Linked DNA regions of Manis javanica: region 2 is linked to region 1. The links are chromatin contacts, called in public Hi-C maps. All regions are on one chromosome and are shown on one strand. Each heading gives the region's core, a stretch centred on a gene start, on an enhancer-like site or on the middle of the called end of the contact. The rest is flanking DNA. Distances are from core to core; before and after follow the strand shown.

Region 1 (6,785 bases), core at 1,651-4,150:
ATTTTTAAACTGTGGCTCCATGCATGTCCTGGGTGCATGAGCCCTGTAGCTTATGTTTGGATGAGGCCAGAACAGGCGGAGCAGATAATGACGGCCAATAATGCAGGCTTCCTTGCCGGGGTGAACCGGTGGGGCTTCAGGGGTAGGTTTGGAGTGGATTCCTTTCTAGTACCCTTTGCCCACCAGGCCCCGAAGGAGCCACAGACGATTTCCCAACAGGGAAAGTCCCCACAGGCCTGGTTATCAGCCATGGCTGTGCCTGGAGTAAGGTGAATCCCCTGGCTTGACCTGGCATTGCTGATCCTGCAGCAGGTGGACACCTTGGACAGCGAGGATGAAGGGGCTCTGGCTAGGGTGCAGGGACCCAAGACAGCCTCCAGGGAAAAGTCCCTCCAAAGGACGCTAGCCACCCACCCAGTCTCACTCTCCTTCCTGTGACCTGGTTCCTTTGCACACTACCATTGTCCCCGCTCTCTTTTCCTGGACGCCTCAGCTCTTTGGGGACATTCCCTGACCACTCTCTGTCCTCAGTTTCTCAGACCGGCATCCTCCCTTCATCCAAATCATTGTGGGATGCATACACCCCTACAAGGGAACAACTGACTCGGCGTTCTACTCCTTTCTTAAGTATTCAGAGAAAAGACAGACTCCAGCATTCCAATGCCCCCTTCCTGGAGCCTGCTGACCTCCCTGCCACCTCTCCATTCGGGTGAGGGCTGACATCCGCTGCTGTGACTCCTGGTCGTCGCCCCCCACCACTCCCCAAGCACCGAGCTGGGCAGAGGTCAGCCTCAACACAGGGATTCCTGGAAGGCAGATCCGTAGAGTAGAATTTGGGGAGCCACCATACCCAAGTGCAGGGTGACAGTGGCTTCAGCCCTTGTCTTCTGGAGCCTGGGACGCCTCCATTCACTGCCTTCATCCTCACTCATCTCTGTCTTGACCTGTTTCTGCCCTTGAGAAGGCTGAGAATGGAAGCGGGGGTGGGGAAGGAGAGACGTGTGCCTCCCTGGCCAGAGCCCAGGCCCAGGGATACTCCCTCTCCTAGCTGCCAAGGACCCTAGAATGAAAGAGTTCTCTCTGCCCCACTGTGCCCAGGCTAAAGGAATCCCTGGAGTCTGCCCTGTCCTCTCAGCAACAGATTATGGGGTCACAGAGAGAGACACAGACAAAGGTACAGAGAGACAGAGACAGAGGCAGAAAGAGACAGACACACAGAGAAAACCACAGAAAGATCCAGTATGAAGAAAGACAGAAATACACTGAGAGAAAGCCAGGACAAAGAAGAAAAGAGACAGAAATAGGAAGAGAAATAGAGAAATAGAGAAGAGGGGCGGCGGTGGGAGTGAGAGGTGAGGAGAGACAGAGATAAGAGAAACTGAGAAAGAGAGAAGGAAGATAGAACCCCAGGGCCAGAGGCTCTGCCTACCCCCAAGGGGCTGAGTCAGAAAGGGAAGTGGGCTCTGAGGGAAGGAGCTGCGTCTTGGGTCTCCCTCTCTGTGGTTCTGCCCTGAGCCTCTGACTCGGGTGTCCTTAATTTGGAGTCACTGAACTTGGATGGGAAAAATTACATTCTTTTCATTCATCTCTAGCTGAAATTGAGCATTTCCTTCAATTACAACAGTAGCAATGAACCAGTCATATTAGCCATAACTATGGCTTTGTCACCAATAAAAATCACATATTTGCTATCACATTACAGTATTGCAAGTATTTTGAAATATCATTTATGCTCATCACTGCTTCAAAATTATGAGAATATCAACCTACTGCTAGATCTTATTTAAAAGATTAATAAAGAAACACATATATTACTACATCTAAAAGTTTTATAACTGTACTGCAGTATAATTGGTTTCCTTTGTAATCCTACATATTTCATTTTATGCATTTTAAAACATTATCCTGAGACTAGATCCATAGGGTTTACCAGACTGCCAAAGGGGAACATGACTCAAAAAATGTTCCCGACTCCTGAATCGGGCTCCTGCCCTGGCTCCTGAGCAGAACCCCCAGCACCTATCCCTGAAAGTTCCGTGTGTCCTGTACCCCACTCCCTTCTCTTGCTGGGTTGCTATGAACCCTCTAAGAAGCAGCTATCAAGGCAGGATGAAATGTGCAAGGATTTGATTGCGGGAAATGCCCGTAAGAGAGCAAGAGCCAGCGCCTGGGAGAGGGGCAGGAAGGCCGGGAGGAAGCCCCCTAGACCATTCTGCAGTGGGTGAGGGACGTTCAACAGGGCCCTGGGAGAATCCTCCAGATGTCAGCGGTCAGAGGAGGCTCCTCTCTCTCAGGAATGGGCCGGCGTTGGGACCTCTGCTGAGCCTGGTCATTGGCTGGGAGCAGCCCAGGGGGCAGATGGAAGGAGCTGATGGATTTCAGAGAGAAGCCGCTGAGGCCCTTGGTCAATTGTTGCTTTTTACAGTTCAAAGTATGTGAGGAGTGTTCTCCCGGCCCCACAGCTGCCCATCCAGAAATGTCTCCTTATCTTTAAAAGGGAGGTGATGAAATTTCCTATCTGAAGGGTTGCTGTGAGGATTAATAGAAACTTTGCAAAGCAATGTGGGCACATTATCTGGGACATAGCCCTCAGTAATTGGTAGCATTTTTATGGACATTTTAATTATTAATTATTACAAATTATCATTCTCTTTCTCAGAAAGGACCCCAGGCAGTGCCTCCCCAAGTTGCGGCAGTTGGGAGAGGTGGGCACCACTTCCCCACACTCCCCTCATCTCCCCCTGAGGTAGGGGTCTTCCCCTAGCTACTGGTAGTTCTTGTGTCTGCTGACTCACAGCCAACTTCCTCTCGTACAAACAGGAAAACACTGCTGGCCAACAGCTCCCCCAGCACATACAGTTAGCCTGCTCAGCTCTGAGGGGGAAGTGCCTCGGGTTCCAGCAGCATCCTGAGCTGCGGCCCCCAGCAAGATCGGGAAGGGAAAGGAGCTACCTCTACTCGGCCCTGTCCTCTCCTCCCAAACCCCAGCCAACGCAAAAAAAGAAAAAAAAAAGAAAAAAAAAGAAAACTGCAGGAGGATGAGGGGAAAGGACTTCTCCCACGGATGAAAAAGTCTGCTTGCTGGCTCACTGTGCTTGCAGGACGCCAGCTTTAGCCTCAAAAAGGCAGCCCCAAGCCCTGGTTTCCGAGTGGGGATGTCGCCTTGCTGCCCATCATCCCTGGGGAGGGAGGAGCGGATGGGGACCCCTCTGCCCCTTTTCCCCCAGCTCAGATGGCCGGGCTCCAGGGCTCCTCAGCCTGGACGTGTGCGGCTATCCGTCTGCCAGCCCCTGTGCCCCCATCAGCTGGGTGTTAGGGCCCAGCCCCTAGCAGAGCGGGAGAGGTGTCCTGGGGGCTTAGGGCTGGCCCCTCCTGGCAGGACGGGGAGGGGATGGGAAGCCGTCCTCGGCGCTCTGCTTTCCTCCCTGCCTCTTTGTCCCTCTCTCTAGGGCTGCCTCGGCCCCCAGCCCTGATCCGGCCCCTTTCTGGGCCCCACGAGGGCAGGGCTGGCCGGGCCCGAAGATAAGCGCAGGGGTTGGGTAAGGAGCCCAAGCCCTTTGAAGGCCGGCGCTTGCACAAGGAGCGGCGGGCCCGGCGGAGGAAACCGGCCGGCGGGGCGGGGCGGGGCTGGGCCCCGTCGGGGGCGGGGCCGGCGCGGCGGGGCTGGGGCCCCGGACGGCGCGGCGGGCACGGGCAGCGGACGGCGGCCGCCGAGGAGGTGAGGACCCCCGCGCCCCCGGGCCTCTGCCTCCCAGACTCCTCCCCATCCCCTCGTCAAGGGCCTTCGGGGGCTCCCCTCCCCGCCCTGCGCCGCGACCCGCCCCTGCCTCCCCTCGCCCGGCCTCTGCCCCCTCCCTCGCCGCGGCCCGCGCGGCCCGGCGCTGCCCGGCCCGCCCCCGGCACTCCTGCCCGGCGCGCCTCCTGGTTCCCAGTCCCGTGCCCTCGTCCTGGCCTGAGTCACCGGGAAACCGGGCCCTACGTCAAGGCCGGAGGCGCAGCACCCAGGCCCTGGCTTGGGGATGGGGCCCAGACGCAGGGGCAGAGACAGGCCAGAACTGATGCCGGGGCGATGGGGCGTCCTGGTCAGGACCCCGCAGGGAGAAACCGGGAGAGATCCGTGGAGGCAGAGGCAGACGGAAACCCAGAGGCAGAGGTGACAGAGACACAGATACAAGGAAAGAGCTAGTTAAAATTGGAAACTGAGGCAGGGAGAGGCTTAATGACAGAGAGCAAGACAAGGAGAGGGACAAAGCTGAGTTCAGAGGCAGAGACAGGGACAGGGCAGAGCTGGAAGTCGGAAGAGGCAGAACCTGAGGTGACCCAGAGAACAGACCTGGGCCAGAGTCAGGCTGTGGAGCTGAGGGGGACAGAGCCACAGAGACCCAGGCCCAGACGCAGGGAAAAGTGAGGCCTGAGAAGAGGAAGGCTTGGCCAAAGCAGAGGTGGGGGTGCCATTTCACATTGCTGCATCCCCACCGGGGTTTGCATGCCTGTGTGTGAACATGCCCCAGGTGGGTGGAGGGTGAAGACCCTGGCGTACTCCTGGCCTGTAGTCCCCATCTCTCTGGCTGCCCCCCTCCCTAAGGGGTCTCTGCTGGAGGCCAGGACCCCACATGCTGGGACTAGTTAGCACTCTCTGGGCAGCTTGACCAAGGCAGGCAGGATGTGGGGGCCGCCAGGGCTGGAGGGACAGGAAGGAAGTCTGAGCAGAGACAATAGGTGGAAGGGGAGGAGGAACTGGGAACAACCAGGATTAAGATGGCCGAGCCCGCACCTCAGCTCTGGAAAACAGTGGGACTGGGATCGGCACCCTCTCTCCCGACTCCGCCACAGCTGCCCCTGTGCACACATCCCGGGCCTCTTCCTCCCCACCGTCCACTCCGTCCTGCCCCTGCAGGGTTCAAGCATCTTATCCTTAGTGGCTTCCTTAGTTGAATGTATAGTAATACAAAAGCAGAGTTTTGACCCAGACCCGGCCTGGGCAAGAGCTTGGGGGCTGTCTCTACCACTGACGTGCTGTGAGCCTGGGGCAAGCCTCTGTCCTTCTCTGGGCCTCAAAGAGATTCTCTTGTACTGAGAAAGACCTTTCTGATGTTTTGGGGTGGCTTTGCCTCCAGACTGCTGGCCTCTGGTTATTTTTCTTTGGAGGAAGACTGAATTCTGGTACCCCCTGTCCAGGCCTCCGACCTTGGGACAGGGAGGGGGAATCTCGGCCTGAGCCCTCCCTTCACCATTCCCCTCCCCCCAGCAATGGCTTGAGCCCCCATGGCTGCCCCTCAGGACCTGGACATTGCTGTGTGGCTGGCCACGGTGCACCTGGAGCAGTATGCAGACACATTCCGGCAGCACGGCCTGGCTACAGCGGCTGCAGCCCGGGGCCTGGGCCACGAGGAGCTGAAGGAGTTGGGTGTCAGCGCCACAGGGCACCGAAAACGCATTCTGCGCCTGCTGCAGGCGAGCACTGCAGAGGGCTTCCTGGAGGAAGCTACCCCATCGGATAATGCCATGGAGCCATCCCCTAGCTCAGCCCTCCAAGCCCCGCTCCACAAGCCTGTGCCTAAGCCCAGGACAGTATTTGGTGGGCTCAGTGGCCCTAGCACCACCCAGAGGCCTGGGTTGAGCCCAGTGCTTGGGAGACCAGAATTGTCCAGGAGCCCGGAGTCCAGCCCTCCGCTCCCCACCTCTGACTCTGAGCAGCCTGCAGCCACCATGAGTACTGTGGAGATGATGCCCAATGCTATCTACTTTGGCCTGGACTTCCGAGGCAGGGCCCAGGCAGCACAGGATGTGTGAGTGGGCTTGGCTCCCTGGGACCCCGGTGCTGGGTGGGGGCAGGGGAGAGCAGGAATGAGGGCTTGTCCTGCTTCCTCTCTTCCTTAATGACCACTAGACCTTTCCCTTCAGGGCACCAGACAGCACCCAGACAGCCGCCCCTACCCCTGCCCTCAGGCCCACAACAGGCACAGGTAGGTGGGTTATCATGGGTTGGGGGAGAGGGACTGTACCCTTCAGGACCTCAGACATTCCACCGTGATCTCCTCTTCCCTGTCTCTCCCATGCCTCCCCCTGCCAGTGCACATCATGGACCCTGGTTGCCTTTACTATGGTGTCCAGCCTGTGGGAGCCCCAGGGGCCCCTGACAGAAGAGAAGGCAGAGGTGTCTGTCAGGACAGGGCTGAACACAGGTGAGTAGTCAGTGAAGTGGTGATGGCAGGAGGAGGGGAAGCCTGAGGAGCAGTTGAGCGGGTGGCAGCCATGTATCCGGTTATTAATCACCTGTGCATTAAGTGTCCACTGTGTGCTACTCAGCTACTCAATGCACAGATATAACGACCCAGTGCTCCCCCGCAGGCAGCCTGTGAGCCTGTGAAGCAGACCAGAAATAAAACAGTAGACAAACAGATAGATATATAATTTGGAACAGGGAGAAGCGCTTTTCATTCTTTTATTTAACAAATCTTCATTGAGCACTTATTGCATGCCAGATGCTATTGTAGATACTTGGTGTAGATCAGAAATTCCTGACCTTGTGGGGAGACAGTCAATTAACTATAAATATAATAAATAAGTTATATGTTAAAAGGTGCAAAGTGCCATGGGAAAAAATAGAACAAGGTAAGAGGGCTGGGATGGAGTAAGGGGGGAGTAGATCACAGATTTTCAAGGGTTGTCAGGGTATTAAGAAGATGATATTTGAGTGAAAGCTTGAAGGGGGGGAGGGAATTAGCCCTGAGGTATCTGGGAGAAGAATCCCAGGCAGAGGGAGTGGCCAGAATCGAGGCTGC
Region 2 (6,690 bases), core at 446-2,945, 240 kb before region 1:
ACATAAAATTCAGAATCAATTTACATTTACTGAGCACCCATTATGTACCCTATTAGGTCTTTCCACGCTACCTTATTTAAACAATGTTGCCAGGTGTAGTACATGTTGATAACATAATTAAGTTTTTTGTTTCTTTCTGTTTAAGCATTTGTAAATGGAGTGGAAGATGAATTTACAGTTTCTGGTTCTAGGTTAGCGCTCTCCATCTTGTCTGCATGTTGGAATCACCTGAGGCACTGATTTTTAAAAATCTCAAGACCAGGCCATACTCGGGAGCAATTACCCCAGGCCATCAGTAGCTGTCTGGGCTCTCCAGGTGATTCTAAGGTGCAGGTAGGGCTGAAAAATTCTACTCCAGTGATTTCAGTCAACAACTCCTGATGACCTACCCCACCAGATCCCAGCTTCTGAAGCTGCCATGGGGTCCCAGTCCCTTAATTCACATCGCTGACCTACATATCCTCCTGATTTTATCCACTCAGCCTTCAAGACCCACCTAAAAAGCCCCCCTATTCCATATAGACATTTCCAATTACCAAATGGAAATGTCTTTAAAAATCCAGCAAACTTTCTAAACTTTGCTGTGACATTGTCACGTCCCACTCTGCATTACAGTAGTGAAAGAACTTGAACTTCTTCTCCTTCCAGACTGCATTAGTTCCTTAAGGGTAAGAATCAAGCCTTTTGCATCTGTGCATTGTTCTCAGCCTCTAGCAATCCCTTGCATTTGACACTGGAAAAAAATAGAACTGAACTGGGGTGGGATGAGGTGTGTTGAAACGGGGGCCTGAATCAAAAGGTTCAGTGTCTGCTCTGCCACATCCACTAGAAGCAGGAGGCAGAGTTGGTCGTCACAGAAACAGCAAGAGAAACAGTGAGCTCTTAACCCGTGCCAGGCATTGTGCTAAGCCCTTAAATGCATTAGCTCCTGTTAGAGTACCACAACCCCGTGCAACAAGGCCTATTACTATTCCCATTACACAAATAAGAAGAATGATAGTTGAAATCCCTTTCCAGCCAAGGTCACACTGCTGGATTCCCACCACCCCGTTTCTTCATCTGTAACAGGGAGCGAGAATAAACTCCGGCGTAATCAGACAGGGGATATCAAGTTTACTACTAATTCTGGCAAACCGGAAACCGCTACGCCAGTGAGGGAAGCCCTCTTCCGCCGGTTTTCCTTCCGGCCTAGGAAAATAGTCTTTTTCCTCCTGGGCCCCAGCAGGCGGACTTCAGCCCTAGTCACAAACGCCGCCGTCGGCGTCCCCGCCTCTCACCGGCCGGCGTGCCGCGTCGTTTGCGCGACTCACCTACAACCCGCGGGCAGGCCCCCGCCGCCACCGGCCCCGGCTCCCGGGCACAGAGGGCGCTGTGCGGACTGGGGAGCTGGGAGCCGGGGCCCGGGGCCCGAAGGGGTTGGGCCGGACCGTCCCCTTCCTCCGGGCACTCGGAGGGGTCTCGGCCAGGCCCGGGCTTGGGGTGCCGAGGCCCGCTGAGCAGTCCCCGCCCGGCCGCCCTTCCCCGCCGCGCGCGCCCGGAGCGCGGTCCCACCGCACCTTCCGGCCGCCCAGCCGGGCCAGTTCCGAAGGTTCCGCGCTCCGCCCCGGCCCTGGGCTCCCCCTCCGCCCCTCGTGGGCCCGGCCTGAGGACGCCCGGCGTGACCTGCGGACCGCCTCTTCCGTTTTCGGAGCTGTCAGCTGCGCCCGGCGGATCCGGCCGGGGTGGCCCCGGCTTGAGCCGGGCTCTGCGCAGCCGCCGTGTCCGCTCGGGTTCCTCCGCCGCCCTCCGCAGGCCAAATGCGGCACTACATGCGCCCCCCCTGCCCACCGTGCGCCCGGCTGGCCTGCAAACTGAAGTACGCTTCTGGGAAAGTTTATACAAAAGCCGGTTCAGGGGCCTCGTGACGGTAGTTCCTTTCTGTAGTTCTGGGATGGAGCCCGGGAATTCGAATTTTTACCAATTCTAGAGGTGATCGTGAGGCCGCGGTCAGCCGGAGGCAAGCACTCCCCGAACGAAGCCAGACCTGCTCCTCCAGGCCGACTAAGCAAGCCTCCTCCCCCTCCCGCCAATCCCAACTATGTCCTCAGAAATGCTGCGCATCTTTCTGGCACCTCCAGTGTGAAACCACTCACTGCGGATATAACAGTAATAACTACCACGTATGTTGAGCATTTAGGATACTTCCAGCACTTTGCTAAGTGCTTTATGCACACTGTATCTCCACTTTAACCTCATGACCTCGGTACCATTTGTTTTTCCCACTTTACAAGTGAGGAAACTGAAACTTAGGTTCAAGAATTTACCAAAGGGCACATGATTACTGAGAGGCTGAGCAGGAATTTAAGCCACATGGCCCCGCCTTCATGCCATGTACAAGAATAAACTCAAAACGGATCAATGACCTAAATGCCTAAATGTAATAGCTAAAACTGTAAAACTCTTTTAAAAAAATGTCAGAGTAAGTCTTCATGAACTTGGATTAGACAATAATTTCTTAGCTACTACACCAAAAGCACAATAAAAAACAGATTGGATTCATCAAAATCGCAAACTTTTCTGCATCAAAGGAGACTGTCAAGAAAGTGAAAAGACAACCCGTAGAACAGGAAATCATATATCTGATTATTTGCAAATCATATATCTGATTAGAGTGTAATATCCAGAATATGCAAAGAATAGCAACTCAATACAAAGACAACCCAATTTAAAAATGAGCAAAGGATCTCAATAGACATTTCTTCAAAGAAGATACATAAATGGTCAGAAAGCACATGAAAAATGCTCAACATTATTAGTCATCAGGGAAATGCAAGTCAAAACCACAATGAGAAATCACTTCACACTCATGACAGCTGTAATTAAAAGACTTAATACCAAGTATCGGTGAGGATGTAGAGAGTTGAAACTTCATACACTGCTGGAAATGTAAAATTCCTACTTTGGAAAACAGCTTGACAGCTCCTCAAAAAGTTAAACATAGAGTTGCAATAAGACCCAGCAATTCTACTCCTAGATATATACTCAAGAGAATTGAAAACATATGTTTACCCAAAAGCTTATACACAAATGTACAAGTATATTTGTACATTTGTATATAGTAGTCATAAATGTACACTACAGCCATAGTATTCACAATAGCCAAAAGTGGAAACAATTCTAATGTCTATCAGTGGATAAATAGATAAACAAAATGTGGTATATCCATACAATGGAATATTATTAAGTTATTAAATTCATGCTATAAAAAGGCATGAATTACTATATATGTGCTACAACATGGATGAGCCTTGAAAACATTAGGCTATGAGAAAGAAGTCAGGCACAAAAAGCCACATATTGTATAATTCCATTTATATGAGATGTCCAGAGGAGGCAAATGTATAGGGCAGAAAGTAGGTTTAGTGGTTGCGAGGGGCTGAGGCAGGAGGGCATGCGAAGTAACTGCTAATGGTTATGGGGTTTCTTTTGGGGGATGGAAATATTGTGGAATTAGATGGTGGTGATGGTGGCACAAATTTGTGAATATTCTAGAAACCACTGAATTACACATTTTTAAAGTGTGAGTTATATTGTATGTTAATTATATCTCAATACCAAATTTTTTAGATACATGTAGATACAAAGGACTAGTCTCAGTACTTAAATGGAATGCTGAAATGTTGGTTCCCAGGGGAACCATAAAACTAATGTGTCCCTAATGACCTAATAGGCTCCTGTGTCCTCCTTATCATAAACTTCTTCCCCTAGAAAAGCAGCTTGCATAGCTAGGCCTCTAACCTAAGCCTCCAGAAATCTAAAGGTAACCACCTCTGTCTCCCAGGCAGGACTGGCTTCATGGGGGAGCACCTGTAAAGTCACACAGGCCCCTAAGCTCAGCAGGGACTCAAGCTTAGAAGGGTCCTGCTCTTGGTCTAATGCTCTGCTGTGACCATCTTGGTATTCTTAATTTTGAACAAGAGGCTCTGCATTTTCATTTTTCACTGAGCTCTGCAAATTATGTAGCTGGTCCTGCACCCAGAAGACTAGGAAGAAACAAGTGGGTAAGTAAATCAGGGCACTGGAGGGGCTTACTTGCATGCAAATTATCACTCCTAATTTTCTGTACTATCATAGAACAGAAATCTAACTACCCCTGTGATAGATACCAAAACCAGAAACATACTCCTTGAAAACACAAAGGAAGGAAGAAGAATCTCCGAAACCATCCACTAATACCATTATTCATGTTTTGCCAAAAGAAATAAAACCAAGAGCAAAATGCATGGTAACCCTACCTCAGAGTGCTCAGCGGTGAGACCGTGAATCCTGCCGGAGACCTCCCAGATGCAAAACATGAGGGAGTCTGAGAACCAGCTCAGGAAATTCTCACAAAGTCGGGACAGAAGGTAAATTATGGCATCATGTCATGACTTCATGTCAGAGGTCACAGGATGGAGGGCCCAGAAGAGAGAATTTCAAAGCAATCTGAATAATTCGGATTAATTTTAAAATGGACTAAATAATTAGAGTCCGGTTCTGAGGTCAGGATTGGGCAAAGAGTTTTCTAATAAATCTTGCTTTCAGACTCCATCGAAGTAGCAGACTTCTGTGTCTTCAGTTTCATGTACCTGGGTAGTCTTTTGAATTGAGCTTTCCCCATATGCCCAGTCCTCCACTGTGATGTGCACTTTACATGCATTATCTCAGTTAAGTACCCAGGACTCCAGGACTCAGACGAGGAAACTGGGGCACCGAGGAGTGAAGTGATTTGACCAGAATCATACCATGGTGACATACAGGATTAGGACCAATTCCTCATCAGTCTCACCCTTTCCTCTGGCCTGTAAGAGAATTAGGTTTGTTGTAACAGGAATACAGAGAGGATAAAATGTTCTGGCCCTAAGAATTAAAAAGGAAGGCCCTAGGGAAGTTAGGATCAGAGTTTGGGACATGTTGGCAAGTGAGAATGAGAACCTGAGGGAGATGAAGAGATCCAAGTCCATCGCTTGTCTCCGGGGACACTAGCTGCTGGAGTCTAGGCTTAGGAGAGGAGGGGATATGCGACCCAGACAGAGATCAGGGCTCAGGTCTTCGGCTAGTGAAGCAGGAGTAGATCACAAAATATGTGTGGCTACTGCAGGGACTGGCAGGCCTCCCATCCGTGCCGGTACTTGTCTCCATCCACTGCCGGCATCCCATGGGTGTCCAGAGACTTTGCTGAGCTCGTGTCACTTGACCAGTGGGGACGGTCTCCTTTTCAACGGCCACCACTCACAAGCATCCCTGAAACAAGTCTTGACATACAGAGGGGTGAACGTGTGGAGGTGAAAACCCTGACACAACTCTGGAGCAGGACTGGACAATGGTGAGCCCCACCCTATTACAGGAGCGTCCCTAAATTCCTGCTGGGATATCTGCTGACCATGTAGATCTTAAAAGGTTTACTATTGTCACATGGAATCTGAAAAATTGGTTTTTCTTTCAAATAGAGTCTTCATCTTCAAAACAACAAAAAAGTGGAGTTAGATTGAAGATAAGGACTTTTGAACGAGTTGTGGTAAACTATGGCTCTCCTTCATGGTTTTCAAGAAGAATGCAAAAAACAATGTATAATTTATTTTGTGCCTTAATAACCACAATGTAGCCCCAAACTGAACCACATAAATTCTGAGTTGGTGAGAGTTACACATACCTTATGTCTCTCTCCCCAACCCTCAGAGGGGAAGTGGGCTACTTCCAGCATGTAGATTTCAATTTTGATATACTTTAAGTCATTCTGACATGCACCCCATCTCCACCCAACCTCACTGAGATGCACCGATCTGCACTGATCTGGCACTCATAGCACCAGCTATGAGTTTATGTTTACCTTATTTGTGAGTCATACGTCTTAGAATCTATTTAAAAATTATGGTGTTATATAATATTTTTTAGTATAATTTCAGTATGTTCCTAGGATTCTCCATAACTCATCTATGGAACAACCCCCCCCCACCTTCCTTCCCCCACTCCCAGTGGTACAGGCACGGGCTAATATACTAAAAACACAATTATAAATGACTAATGCTTGGAATGCTACCCTGCTCGCTGTGCATCGACTAAGCTAACTAAACCTTACAACAGCTCCACAACAGGCTACCATCATCACTCCTTTTGTAAAGCTAAGGAAACGGATCACAGAGAAGTTAAGTGCCTGGCCACTGTCACACAGATGGTAATTTATGGAGCAAAGCTTTGAACCCAGGCAGTTAGAGTCCTGAACCCACATCATTAATCCCAATCATATGCTTAGATCAAGTTAACCCTTTGCTCAAGGACAATGGTCAGTTGGGTATGTAAGGGGAAATAGCCACATCACCTATGTGACCGGCCTCCCTGGTCAGTACAGCTCAAACAACATGTCAGGTCATCCTAGGGTTAAATAAAAACAGACTCCTAAAAAGGTTTGAGGTGGCTGACAGTAGAAAATGTTTTCTCTGCTCCTGATGTAAGGTAAAATTTGATTTACAATAATAGGAACAGAATGATCATGTTTATACTTGCAACCTGGCATTTTATTATTACTCCCCTGAATAACAGTGAAAAGAGTTTTGTAACCCCAAGGTAACATGGCTCTGTAAGAAGGAAAGAGGGGTGAGATTTAGCAGCAGCTGCCATCATAAATCAGTGCGTGGCTGTTTCTCTTAGAGCTCCGGGCTCAACTCCTGGCTG

The links. A called contact is a pair of places that touch in the nucleus more often than the background predicts.
Region 2: a Hi-C map of blood shows a contact between it and region 1, with 7 times the contacts expected there. The contact joins the promoter of RNF14 here to the promoter of ARAP3 in region 1. A contact is called at or near these places in 2 of 2 Hi-C or Micro-C datasets (blood and fibroblasts).

The regions. Positions count from the first base shown.
Region 1 is chr14:88,166,807-88,173,591 of MJ_LKY, reverse strand. ARAP3 (ArfGAP with RhoGAP domain, ankyrin repeat and PH domain 3) reads left to right here and starts at 2,900. Exons shown (of 33, transcript XM_073221863.1): 1 at 2,900-3,718; 2 at 5,249-5,789; 3 at 5,905-5,966; 4 at 6,074-6,185. The coding sequence starts at 5,266.
Region 2 is chr14:88,409,500-88,416,189 of MJ_LKY, reverse strand. RNF14 (ring finger protein 14) reads right to left here and starts at 1,695. Exons shown (of 9, transcript XM_037016331.2): 1 at 1,557-1,695.